Linked DNA regions of Sus scrofa: regions 1 and 2 are each linked to region 3. Evidence: chromatin contacts called from public HiChIP or PLAC-seq data. All regions are on one chromosome and are shown on one strand. Each heading gives the region's core, a stretch centred on a gene start, on an enhancer-like site or on the middle of the called end of the contact. The rest is flanking DNA. Distances are from core to core; before and after follow the strand shown. Region 1 holds the start of ZCCHC24 (zinc finger CCHC domain-containing protein 24). Region 2 has its middle 21 kb from the start of ZCCHC24. Region 3 overlaps ZCCHC24 (zinc finger CCHC domain-containing protein 24).

What was found. HiChIP or PLAC-seq counts read pairs in DNA pulled down with a chosen protein or histone mark.
Region 1: an H3K27ac HiChIP or PLAC-seq map of skeletal muscle shows a contact between it and region 3. The contact joins the promoter of ZCCHC24 here to the enhancer-like site in region 3. A contact is called at or near these places in 2 of 5 promoter capture datasets (fetal liver and fetal skeletal muscle), 13 of 47 Hi-C or Micro-C datasets (brain, embryonic fibroblasts, fetal heart ventricle and 6 more) and 1 of 2 datasets of contacts at active chromatin or transcription factors (skeletal muscle).
Region 2: a contact with region 3 is called in an H3K27ac HiChIP or PLAC-seq map of skeletal muscle. The contact joins two enhancer-like sites. A contact is called at or near these places in 2 of 5 promoter capture datasets (fetal liver and liver), 25 of 47 Hi-C or Micro-C datasets (alveolar macrophages, blood, brain and 12 more) and 2 of 2 datasets of contacts at active chromatin or transcription factors (alveolar macrophages and skeletal muscle).

The regions. Positions count from the first base shown.
Region 1 is chr14:81,762,093-81,765,811 of Sscrofa11.1, reverse strand. ZCCHC24 (zinc finger CCHC domain-containing protein 24) reads left to right here and starts at 1,846. Exons shown (of 4, transcript XM_021073637.1): 1 at 1,846-2,287. The coding sequence starts at 2,042.
Region 2 is chr14:81,782,799-81,786,275 of Sscrofa11.1, reverse strand. No RefSeq gene overlaps it. Among named protein-coding and RNA genes, the nearest start is that of ZCCHC24, 21 kb to the right of the region's middle. Within about 2 kb of position 1,710, at least 7 of the 83 cell types and tissues checked have an H3K27ac peak or open chromatin away from gene starts, as enhancers often do. A contact at or near this core is called in skeletal muscle, where this site is marked.
Region 3 is chr14:81,723,316-81,726,707 of Sscrofa11.1, reverse strand. All of the region lies in intron 2 of ZCCHC24 (zinc finger CCHC domain-containing protein 24), which reads left to right. Among named protein-coding and RNA genes, the nearest start is that of ZCCHC24, 39 kb to the left of the region's middle. Within about 2 kb of position 2,062, at least 38 of the 83 cell types and tissues checked have an H3K27ac peak or open chromatin away from gene starts, as enhancers often do. A contact at or near this core is called in brain, fetal liver, fetal skeletal muscle and 3 more, where this site is marked.

The DNA.
Region 1 (3,719 bases), core at 597-3,096, 39 kb before region 3:
AGGATTGAACCTGTGTCCTCATGGATACTAGTCAGATTAATTTCCACTGAGCCACAATGGGAACTCCCCCACCTTGGAATCTTAAAGACAGTGTCAGAGTTCCAGAGAAGACACCAAATATTTCAAAAAGTAAATGATTATCACATTTCTTCCTAACAAATGTATACCTTCTCTTTAAACAAATAGGTTTAACATATTAAGAGTACTATTTAGATGTGTCTCTGATGAATAAAAATATTGAGATATGATTGGTATGTACGCTGTAATTTGTATGAAAAATCACAAATTGTTTGACAGACAAAACCTTTGAAAACATAATCAAATGAGACAGAAAATAAAAAACCCTTGTGGTCCTTGGTTGGTGACATGATTGGAAGGGGTGGCACTTTAGTCAGCATTGAAGTTCTTTTAGGTTCAAGCATCCACAGATGTGTACTGATGCAGCTAGTGCGAGAAATCCTTGTGGAAAGGATGGCAGAGAGCTGATCTTTATAGAATATCTTCTGATTACCAAGCTCAAACTGGTAAGCTCACAAATGTTCCCAGAGGTAGGACAGTGACTGTCCCCATCTTACAAAAGAGAAAACAGGTTTATTCACAGAGGTCAGGAGCCATGCCAAGGCCACTCAGCTGGAAAGTGGCCTAGCTGGCACTTGAACGTGGAAGGCAGGCTGGAGGTGGATGTCTCCAGATAGAGGTTTGGGGTTGGAGAGATTACTTGTGTCTCCTCCAGGCTTCTCTCCTCTAGGTCCTTGGAGCCGGCGCAGCGCACGCACCCAAGGACTACCCCATTCTGAGGGGGCGGAGGCCCAGGGGTTTCAGGCAGGGGCGGCGGCAGGCACAAGGGGTTCCCTCAGGCATAGGGACTAGCCGGGCCGTGCTGGGGAGGTGAATGACCGTCGTCTTCCCCAGCTCCCCCAGACCCACCTAGGATCCCGGCGACCCGAAGACGCACGAGGGTGGGGTTAGGGACAGGTCCGGACAGACGAAAAAGGGCAAGAAGTGAGGCAGACCCTGAGCAGAAAAAGGAGAAGGGAGAGGAGGAGGGGGAGGTGGGAAGAGGAGGGAAGGGGGCGGGGAGTCCTTCCTGGGGCAGGAACCTAGGCCCCCCTAGGAGGAGCCGACCCGCAAAGCGATTCTGCAGATGGAAGGAATTAAGTGGGAGGGGGAGGGTCCTTCGGTGATAGCGAGGGGAGGGAGATTGTGTGTGTGTCTGTGTATGTGTGTGTGTCTGGGAGGGAAAGCGGAGAGACAGACACATCAGACTAGACGAAAGCAGAGAAGACAGAGAAGGAGACAGAGTCGGAATGAGATCCATAGAGAAAGAAAACGAGACCGATAGAGAAATGATGGACACAGGAGATATTAGTCTGAGGGAAAGGAGAGAGTATAAGGAAAGAAGGAAAATAACCTATAAAAAAGTGAAAATGAAATAATTGAAAAGGATTTGGGAAGAACGAGAGCCAGAAGAGAGCCAAGAGCAGAGCGAGACGGCAGAGATCAGGCCCCGGCAGCGCCAGTCTCCTGCAGGATGGGGGAGCTGGATTGGCCGCACTGGGTGGGCGGAGCATGAGAGGGAGCCGCCCATAGGCGGGCCCTCACACTGCTACATATGTAGATGAGCATCCTTTCCCCCCTCTCACCCCGCCCCGCTACTCCATATTCAACGAGACAGCCAATGGGGGACGAGGACGGCCCAGAAGGGGCAGGGCCTCTGTAAACCCCACCCCGGGAGCGGCTGCAGAAGGGGTCAGCGCTAAGGCAGATAGCGGATCGCGGGGCGGAGCGGGCGGCGCGGAGGGGGCGGGCCTAAAAGTTTCCTGCCCAACTTTCGCTGCCTCCTTCCTCCACCCGCGCGCGCTGCTGCTGCAGTCGGGGGGAGGCGGCGGCGGCGGCTGTGGGCAGTGCGCGGGGTGCAGGCGGTCGCCGTCGGGGCTCAGGCGGCGGGCAGTGGGCGCAGGCTCCCCGGTGCCCGCCCCTCCGCGGGGGGGGGGCGCGAGCGGGCGGCCGGGGTGGGGGGGGCCGGCACCGCCGCCACAAAATGAGCCTGCTGTCGGCCATCGACACGAGCGCCGCCTCGGTGTACCAACCCGCCCAGCTGCTCAACTGGGTCTACCTGTCGCTGCAGGACACACACCAGGCGAGCGCCTTCGATGCCTTCCGGCCCGAGCCGCCCGCCGGCGCCGCGCCCCCAGAGCTGGCCTTCGGCAAGGGCCGCCCAGAGCAGCTGGGCTCGCCCTTGCACTCCAGCTATCTCAACAGCTTCTTCCAGCTGCAGCGCGGAGAGGTGGGTGCCCCCGCGCGCCCCCGCCCTCGGTCGACCGCTCCGGGGCTTTTCCTATCTGCTCGGCTCTTCCTGGCCTGGCTCCGGCTCGGCTCTGTATTGCCCGGCCCAGCTTGGCTTGGCTTCGCTCAGCTCTGCCAAAGTCGCCGCACGAAGTCCCCGGGGTGCCGGGAGCGCGTCACCTCCCGGCTGAGCTCGGCCCGGAGGAGCTGGGAGCTGGTCGGTCCTCTTGCCCAGACTCCCAGCCCCCAGACGCCCTGCTTCGAGAGCCTGGGGCGGGAGCGGGGGCCTGGCCGGGCGGGTGGGTTCCGGATTCTCTCCAGACAGCCGGGGCGCGGCCTGTGAGGGGAGCCCCTTCCAAGTGTCCTTCCCACGCCCAATCCCATCCCCCTCTTGGCCACCGCTGGCTGGGACGGAGAGTGTGGATTCTGCTCCGAGTTCCTTTGGAGCGGCCTAAAATCTTTGCTCCTCCGACTGCGGTGGTTCCTGACCCGAAGCTTACCTTGGAAAGCAGGGGCTTTCCCTGAGAGCTTTTCCTGCTGTTCTTACACAGGGACCCCCAGATACGTCTTCCAGCCTCTTGCCCTCCCCCAGCCATATAGGAAGTGGTTTTTGAGGGCTTGACCCCACAGACTGCTCTGTCCCCCGCCCTCCCAAGCCTGGAAGGAAATGAAAGGGAAATCCTCTTGAGCTCTTGGGAGGGGGCTAGATAGGGGGAGAGTTCCAGCTGCCCAGTACCTTCTCTAGAGATCTGGGCCCGCTGCCCTTGCAAAATCTGCCTGTTGGGGTGGATTCAGTTACAACGTCGCAGGGGGCAGTGCATCTTTCCCCAGCTAGACAAATACACAGATTGCCACAACCTCCGGGCCCCTTTGAGAGGTCTTCAGGAGCCATCCTGGACACCACCCTCTCTCCCTTCAGCTGATCTCCTCCTTGGCCCCGCTCCCACTTACTCCTGCCTCATTTGGGAACTGCAGACACCCTTCTGTGGCCTTCACTCACTCTCCTTCTGGCAGCTCTCTCAGCAAAAGTGCAGGGGGAAGGGGCAGGGGAGGAGCACTTTCCTTCTAGACCTGGGCATGCCAGTTAGCTTCAGGACAGTCAGAATCCTTAACAGTTTGGGGGAGAAGGCCTTGTGTAGGCACCAGTGTGCTGGGGATGGAGGGGGGAGGACAGAAGTTCTCCCCTTCTGGCCCCATTATTGACTAGGGGAGACATGGATATGTAAAACGCTGGCCTGAAGCCAAGAGATGGGCCAACACCAGGCCAGCAGAGAAGGGCTGGTTGACCTGTGTGGGGCCCGGTCAGGCATAGCTGGGGCAGATGAGTCTGGAAAGCACCCTTTGGTGCCCTGTGAGAGCATTCGTATGCCAGAACTCTGTAAACCGTAAAGCACTCTCTCTACGTGAGGAATTGTTCTTGGCTGGGAATCTTT
Region 2 (3,477 bases), core at 461-2,960, 60 kb before region 3:
TCCTCTTTTTTTCTCCTTCTCTCTTGCTCCTTCTTTTCCTTCTTCAAGTATCAGTAACTACCATTTATTGACCATTTGCCACTGGCTAGCTACTTTTCAAGTGTTACTTTTTAAAGCTCACAATAACCCCGAAAGACTGGTAACATCACTTCAATTCTATGGATAAGAAAACCAAGCCTCAAGAGTTTCCTGGTGGCTCAGTGGGTTAAGGAGTCAGTGTTGTCACTGCTGTGGCTTGGATTTGATCCCTGGCGTGGGAATTCTTTTTTTTTTTTTTTTTTTTTTTGGTCTTTTGTGTTTTTTAGGGCCACACCAAAGCATATGGAAATTCCCAGGCTAGGGGTCGAATCGGAGCTGTAGCTGCCAGCCTATGCCACAGCCACAGCAACATGGGATCCGAGCTGCATCTGTGACCTATATCACAGCTCACGGCAATGCTGGATGCTTAACCCACTGAACGAGCCAGGGATCGAACCCTTGTCCTCCTGGATACTAGTTGGGTTCGTTAACCACTGAGCCACGATGGGAACTCCATGGCCTGAAAATTTTTGCATGCTGCAGAGACAGCCAAAAAAAAAGAAAAAGAAAAAAGGAGTTCCTGTCGTGGTTCAGTGGAAACAAATCTGACTAATATTCATGAGGAGGCGGGTTTGATCCTTGGCCTCGCTCAGTGGGTTAAGGATCTGACATTGCTGTGAGCTGTGTAGGTTGCAGACGCAGCTCAGATCCTGCATTGCTGGGGCTGTGGTGTGCCTGGCAGCTACAGCTCTGATTTGACCCCTAGCCTGGGAACCTCCATTTGCCGGGGGTGCAGCCCTAAAAAGACGAAAGAAAAAAGAAAAAGAAAAAGAAAAGAAAAGAAAACTAAGCCTTAGAGAGGGAAAGTAAATGCCTCAAGCCACTTAATTGCTTAGTGGCAGAGCTGCGAGTTTAACTGCGTCCACCTGCCTCTGTCATCCATGGCAGACTGTCTCTCCCTGTCTCGTAATGACAGTCAGTGTCTGCCATCCCAAACTGCAAGGCCATGCTTGAGGCTCTCCCTGTTGTGCATTACATCACTCACAATGCTTTCGCTTGCAAGTAACGAAAACCAACTCCAGCTGGCTTAAACTAGAAAGAGAATTTATTGTTCACAAAAGTCTAAAAAGAAGGCAGACTTCAAGCAAGGGGGAGTCAACAGTTCCCCAGTGATCCCAAGGACCCTCTTTTCCTTGTCCTGCCCTTCCTTTTTCCATGTCCCGGTTTCATCCTAACCCTGGCTCCCGCTGGCCTCAGGATGGCGGTCAGCCTCAATCCAGGAGCCTTCAGCTAGATGCCTCCCCAGATCTTGAGATGTGAGAATAAGTAGTTTATTTGGGAAGATATCCCAGGAAGCATTAGTAGGCAGGTGGGAAACTGAGATAGAGAAGGGAAATGCCCACAAAGGGTTATCTAGAAAGTTATCTTTGGAAAATTAGGGTGCAAGCCCATGGAGGAGTTTTAGGGAACCACGTATCAGAGTTAGCCACCAAGTGGCCCAGGTCCTTCTGGCCTGTCCTGGGAGCAGGCAGAGTGGACTCCAGTAGCCAGAAAAAACCTCAGGCTGAAAAAAAGAAAATCAAGAGGTGGCAATTGGAAATGGGACAGGAGAAATGGGAAAGGCACTGGATGTCCCCGTTACACTGGGTGTGTGCCTCTTCTGTCATGCCCACTGAGACAGGGAGGAACGCTTCCCACAGCCATCGCATGCTAGTCCTGGGCACTGCTCCACTGTGTCCTCCTGAGGTCCCATGGCCAGACCTGAACTAAAAGTTTTATCCGGGGAATACCCTGCCCTGGTTGCCTCAGTTTTCAGTTCCTGCCCTCCTAGCAACCCAACCTTATGGCAAGAAATAGGATCATGCTGATTGGCTACAGCAAACCAAGCCCTCCTCCCAGCACTGGGGATGGGGCCAGTCGCACAAGAACGGCCTGACAGCTGTTCCAGGATGCTAGGAGCAGGGGGAAGGATGCTGGGAGGCAAATGGCAATGTTCATCCCAGAAGTATTCCCTAGAACAAAAGGAAAAGAATGGAAATAAAGCTTGGAGTACAGAAACTGGCAAGTTCAAGGCTGGGAGAGGATGTTGAAGGTTATGTAGCCTAATCCACTGCTGCTGCGAATCCCTCCTCATCTGCCCTCCACAGTGACACACAAACTCAGCTCACATACCTCTAATAGGGAGCCCATTCACCCACAGAGTAACCCACATTTTTCTAAAAACATTTCCAACCACGAGAAGTCTCTTGTCAGATTGGGTGGGAATCTTTCTTTCTCTGTCATCTCTGGGGTTTTCCAGAACACATCTGCTGCATCTGCCCTAAATCTGAGCCCTGCAGGGACGTGTAAACAGTGATTGCATTTCCCTCAAGATTTCCCTGGAACAAACTGACCACTTCCAGCCCTGTCACCTCAGAGACGGTGACCACAGAGGGGCCCCGACGTCCAGAGCCAGGGGCTGGGGGAGGCCCTGGGGGCAAGCATCTTGGAGCTGGTGGAGCATCAGATGAGTTTCTTTCCTGGAAGCATCGGCCAGTCTCCAGGTCAGCCACAGTTTACTGCTCAGAAACAAATGTCCTCAATCAGAGGGAGGTGCCCCAGTTCCCTCATGGATGTGTTTATTTGGAGGATGTGACCTTCTAGACACACAAATACTCCGCCTGCCTCCCACCCCAGCAGCTCCCACAGGAGCTTCGAAGAGCCTAGCGATGGCTGCAGGCTCTGTGACTGTAGTTCATGACGTCCGGGCTGCTCCTATCTGGCTGTACACATCCAGGCCCCACACCCCGCCCCAGCCCTGACCTCAAACCACCATCGCAGAGGTCTGAAAAGCGTGAGACAGTACACGACAGTGGAAGGAGTCTGAGCTGCAGTCAGAAGCCCTCCAAGGAATCCTGCTCCACTGGGATGGATGATTTTGCCTTTCATAGCCTGGGTTTCCCTTATCTGAAAAACAGGGAAAAGAACTCATTAGCGGAGGTGCTCTTGGAATGTGGAAGTACTGAGCATAAGCTAGGTTCTTAGCAGGTGTGTGTACTATGGTGCTTTACTGGTGAAGCCTTCTGTTGATGCTCCCCCGATTATCTGAATCTGTTGAGATGGTTCCTAAATCCCTTGTTCTAGTGACTCTGCAGCTTTGAAGGCACCAGATAGTAACTCTTATATCAGGGACACGCTTCTCAACTCTTGCCTTCCTCTCCCAAGGAAGGCAAGATCAGGATGCTCTCACATATTGATCAAATAAGCTAGAGGTCTTATCCTCTCCCAAACTCCAACTCTCATGGTCCCTAGAGAAGACCTGGCAGTGCTGAATCCCTCCCTCTTCTTGGGAGCCAACCTCACTTCACTCACATGTCTGTAGAGGGAGCATCTGGCTGGATTATTACCCATCCTCTGGGTCTCCGCTGACCTCAGGACCTTCCCCGTGACCTAAGCTGGAGTAAACAGAGTTTTCTCTGG
Region 3 (3,392 bases), core at 813-3,312:
GCGTGGCCAAAATAAATAAATAAATAGATAGATAAATAAATAAAGTAGCGGTTCCTAACGTGGGTTCCTGAAGCAGCAGCATCAGCATCGTCTGGGAACTGAGATGCAGATTCTCAGGCCTACCCCCTGGGGCCTGTATTGATTCCAAAACTCTAGGGGTGACACAAGCAGTCTGTTGAGAATAAGCCCCCCAGATGTTTCTGATGCAAGCTCAAGTGTATCAACCTGTGCTCCAGAATTAAGACCTTGGGCATTTGGAGTCAGAAAGATGGAATGTGGACTTTGCAGCTCTTCGGCTTTGGAAATGAGCCTTGGCTTTTCCCGATAAGGAAAATGGAAGGATATTCCTGCCCTGTTCCTGGTGGGGTTACTGTGCTGATTAAATGAGCCAGCGCACAGCCTGGTCAGCCCAGCTCCCACCCCAGAGCGCTTCAAGGACTGACGCTCAGTGCGGGCAGGTCTCAGGCCTGCCTGGCTCACACCACCGTCAGCACTTTGAACCCCATCAGCTCAGAACCCTGGTAGAGGGGCTATGTGCACTGCCACAGGGTGTGTGTGCATTGCTTCCCCTCACAGGAGTGTAGTGGGCCCTGATGCCGCCTGGGACTGGGCACAGATAGCATGAGATGAGCCGCAGAGGAAGCAGAGATCAGAGTGGTCTCTGCAGGCAGAAGCAGTCAAGGAAAGCTTCCAGGAGGAAGTATGGCTTCCATGGGATTTTGCTGAGATACGAGATATGCCATTCAGTGGGCTGGTGTGCAGAGGCGGTGTGAGAACGAGTACCAGCAGCCACCCCACCTCCTGTAATGAGAACATACTCCCACTCCTCCCATCCCAGGGCACGAGCAGGCTTATCATCATGTGGGGTTGCCCACAGGTAAGTGCAAGGACTCCAGAGAAGGCGAGAGCTGGAGACTGTATGGGAGGCAGGTGGTGCTGTGGGAGTCTGCCAGGCCTGGGTTTGGATCCCAGCTCTGCCGCTTCCTGACTGTGTGACCTCAGGCAAATCTCCCAACCTCTCTGTGCCTCAGACTCCTCATCTGTAGGGGTTGTAGTGAGGATGGAATGGCTGGCGGAGGTGATGCCACACACAGCAGGAACTGTGGGGCTGTTACAGCTGGGCACCAGTGGCCCAGGAAGAGGAATGGACCATCTGAGGCTCTATAGCCTGGCTCCATCATCCTGTCTCCTGCAGAGCCCATCTTGGAGACACCAATGAAGGGACAGTTTTGCAAACTTTTCCTGCCCCTGAGTGAAAAAGCAAGATCAGCTACAGCCTGGGCTGTCGGGTGGTAAATGACTTGCTTCTGCCCCGTGACCCCCTAGAAAAGTCACATAAGGGCAGCTCTTCCTCTGCCACCCTGAAGGGGAAGATGAGTAGGCTTATGCCATGGTCTGCTGCCCTGCAGTGACCATGAGAGCTACACGTATGCATGCACGCACACAAGCACACATGCATTTACTTGCACAGGCACCCTCCTTCCCAGGGCCCATTTTCTGATTTTCAACACCAGCCAATACCGTGGAACCATGGTAAAAGCTGGCAGATGCCTGGGCTGGCCTCCAGGACCCCCTTAACCCCTGCTTTGCCTGATTGCAGTTGCCACAGAGGACCTCGAACCCCCTTCACCGCCTTCAGGCCCTCACTCGGCAATGAGGGAATTGGATGATAGCCAGAAAGACTGGGGTCGAAGGCCTGCCACTTACTTGCTTTGTGACCTTGGACAGGTGACTTATCCTCTCTGGGCCTCTGTTTCCTCATCTGGAAGCGGAGTCACCATGAAACTACAAGTCAGGTGCATGGCCAGCGCTGGCACTCAGTGGACACTCCCCATGGGCAGTTCCTGAGTGTGGTTGTTGCCGACTCCTGAGCGTCTCAATCTCCACCACTCACCTGATGAAAGTTCTCAGAGGTGGACAGCTTGCTTCTCTCACTACCCCTCAGTGGCCAGATGAGCAGATGGAGGGCCAGAGAAAGGAGCGATTGATGTGAGCACAGAGCAGAGGCTGCAAGTCAGGCCTGCAGCCTCTCACCAGGCAGCCGTGGGAGCCCCAGCCTTGGCTCCTGCCAGAGTGGCCCCAAACTGCTGACTTCAGCATTTCATCAGCCAGAGCAGATCAGATTTCTCTTCTGGCCCTTGGCCACCCTCTGCACCCTTCCCCCATCGCTATTTTGAGCTGAGTTCCCCTGTCCTCTCCTCCCAGGGCTGTGACCCTCACACTCACAGCATCGCTTTAGGCTGAGGCCACCACCTCTACCCACCGCCTTCCTGGCCCCAGCCCTGCCCCCAGGACTGGTGCAGAGCCTCCCTCTAGCCAGGTGGAGCTAGGTTGCTTACAGCCACATCTAGCCAGGTCACGTCTGGCCAGGCCTCACCAGGAATGGTCTCAGATGCAGAGCCAGGGACCAGACATTCTGGGGAAATCAGGACCTGAGGTGACCCTCCAGAGTGCTCTGCGCAGCCCGGAAGGGGCGTCCTGGGAGCAGACCAGCTCCAGCCTTGCCACCTCCTGCCTGCCTGACCTTGGCCTCAGCCCACACATCTCACCCATCACTGGTACTGCTTCCACCGCCATCCCCTCCAGCTTCTGATGTGTCCTGAACCCCACTCAGGGTGTTCTGAGGGAAGTGGGAGACGTGGAGGACCCCGCATGGCCACAGCACACTCAGAGACTCCTGGGAAACAAGACGGAAGAAACGGCAGTATTCAGAAGTCCTTTAAGTTCAGGATGAAACCTCTGGCATGCTGGATCATCCCTGGCATGCCAGAGGCTGGGTCAGGGCGGGACATGACCCGCAGCCAAGCGAGTGGTGCAGACCACAAAGTCCCCTGGGAGTTTGGAGAGCCGGGGCCTTCTCCGGGGGAGGCAATGGGATGGCTGTCAGCTAGTGCTCAAGCCTCAGAGTGTGGTGAGCACCCCGAGGAGTTAACCCTGTCTGGGATGCGGGCGGCCAGAGGGGTTAACCTTGGAGCTTGGCCTTGGCTACCAGGGGCATTCACTGGGTGGAGAAATGTTTGGGGTGCAGGGAACAGCAAGCGCAAAGGCAAGGGGGCGGGACGGGCAGAGGGGGACCTGTCATTCGCAGGAAATGATTTTGTGGTCATTGTTGGAGTAGAAGTTTGGTAGGAGGGAGTAGCAGTTAGGAAGATAAGCTCAGCTGGGCCAGATGTGGAAGGGCCTGAAAGCCTTCAGTGTTTTGCCTCCGTCCTGCAGGTCCCGGGAGCCTTCAAGCCTGAAGTGGCCATTAAAGTACTTGAGGGCAACTCTGCCTGGCTGGACCAGGGTTGTGTCTGCGGCGGCGGGGAGGGGCACAGTCAGAAGAAAGGGCTTGTCAGGCAAACGGGCCACCCAAACAGGGATGCACAGGGACCTGGGCACCAGCTCTGGAG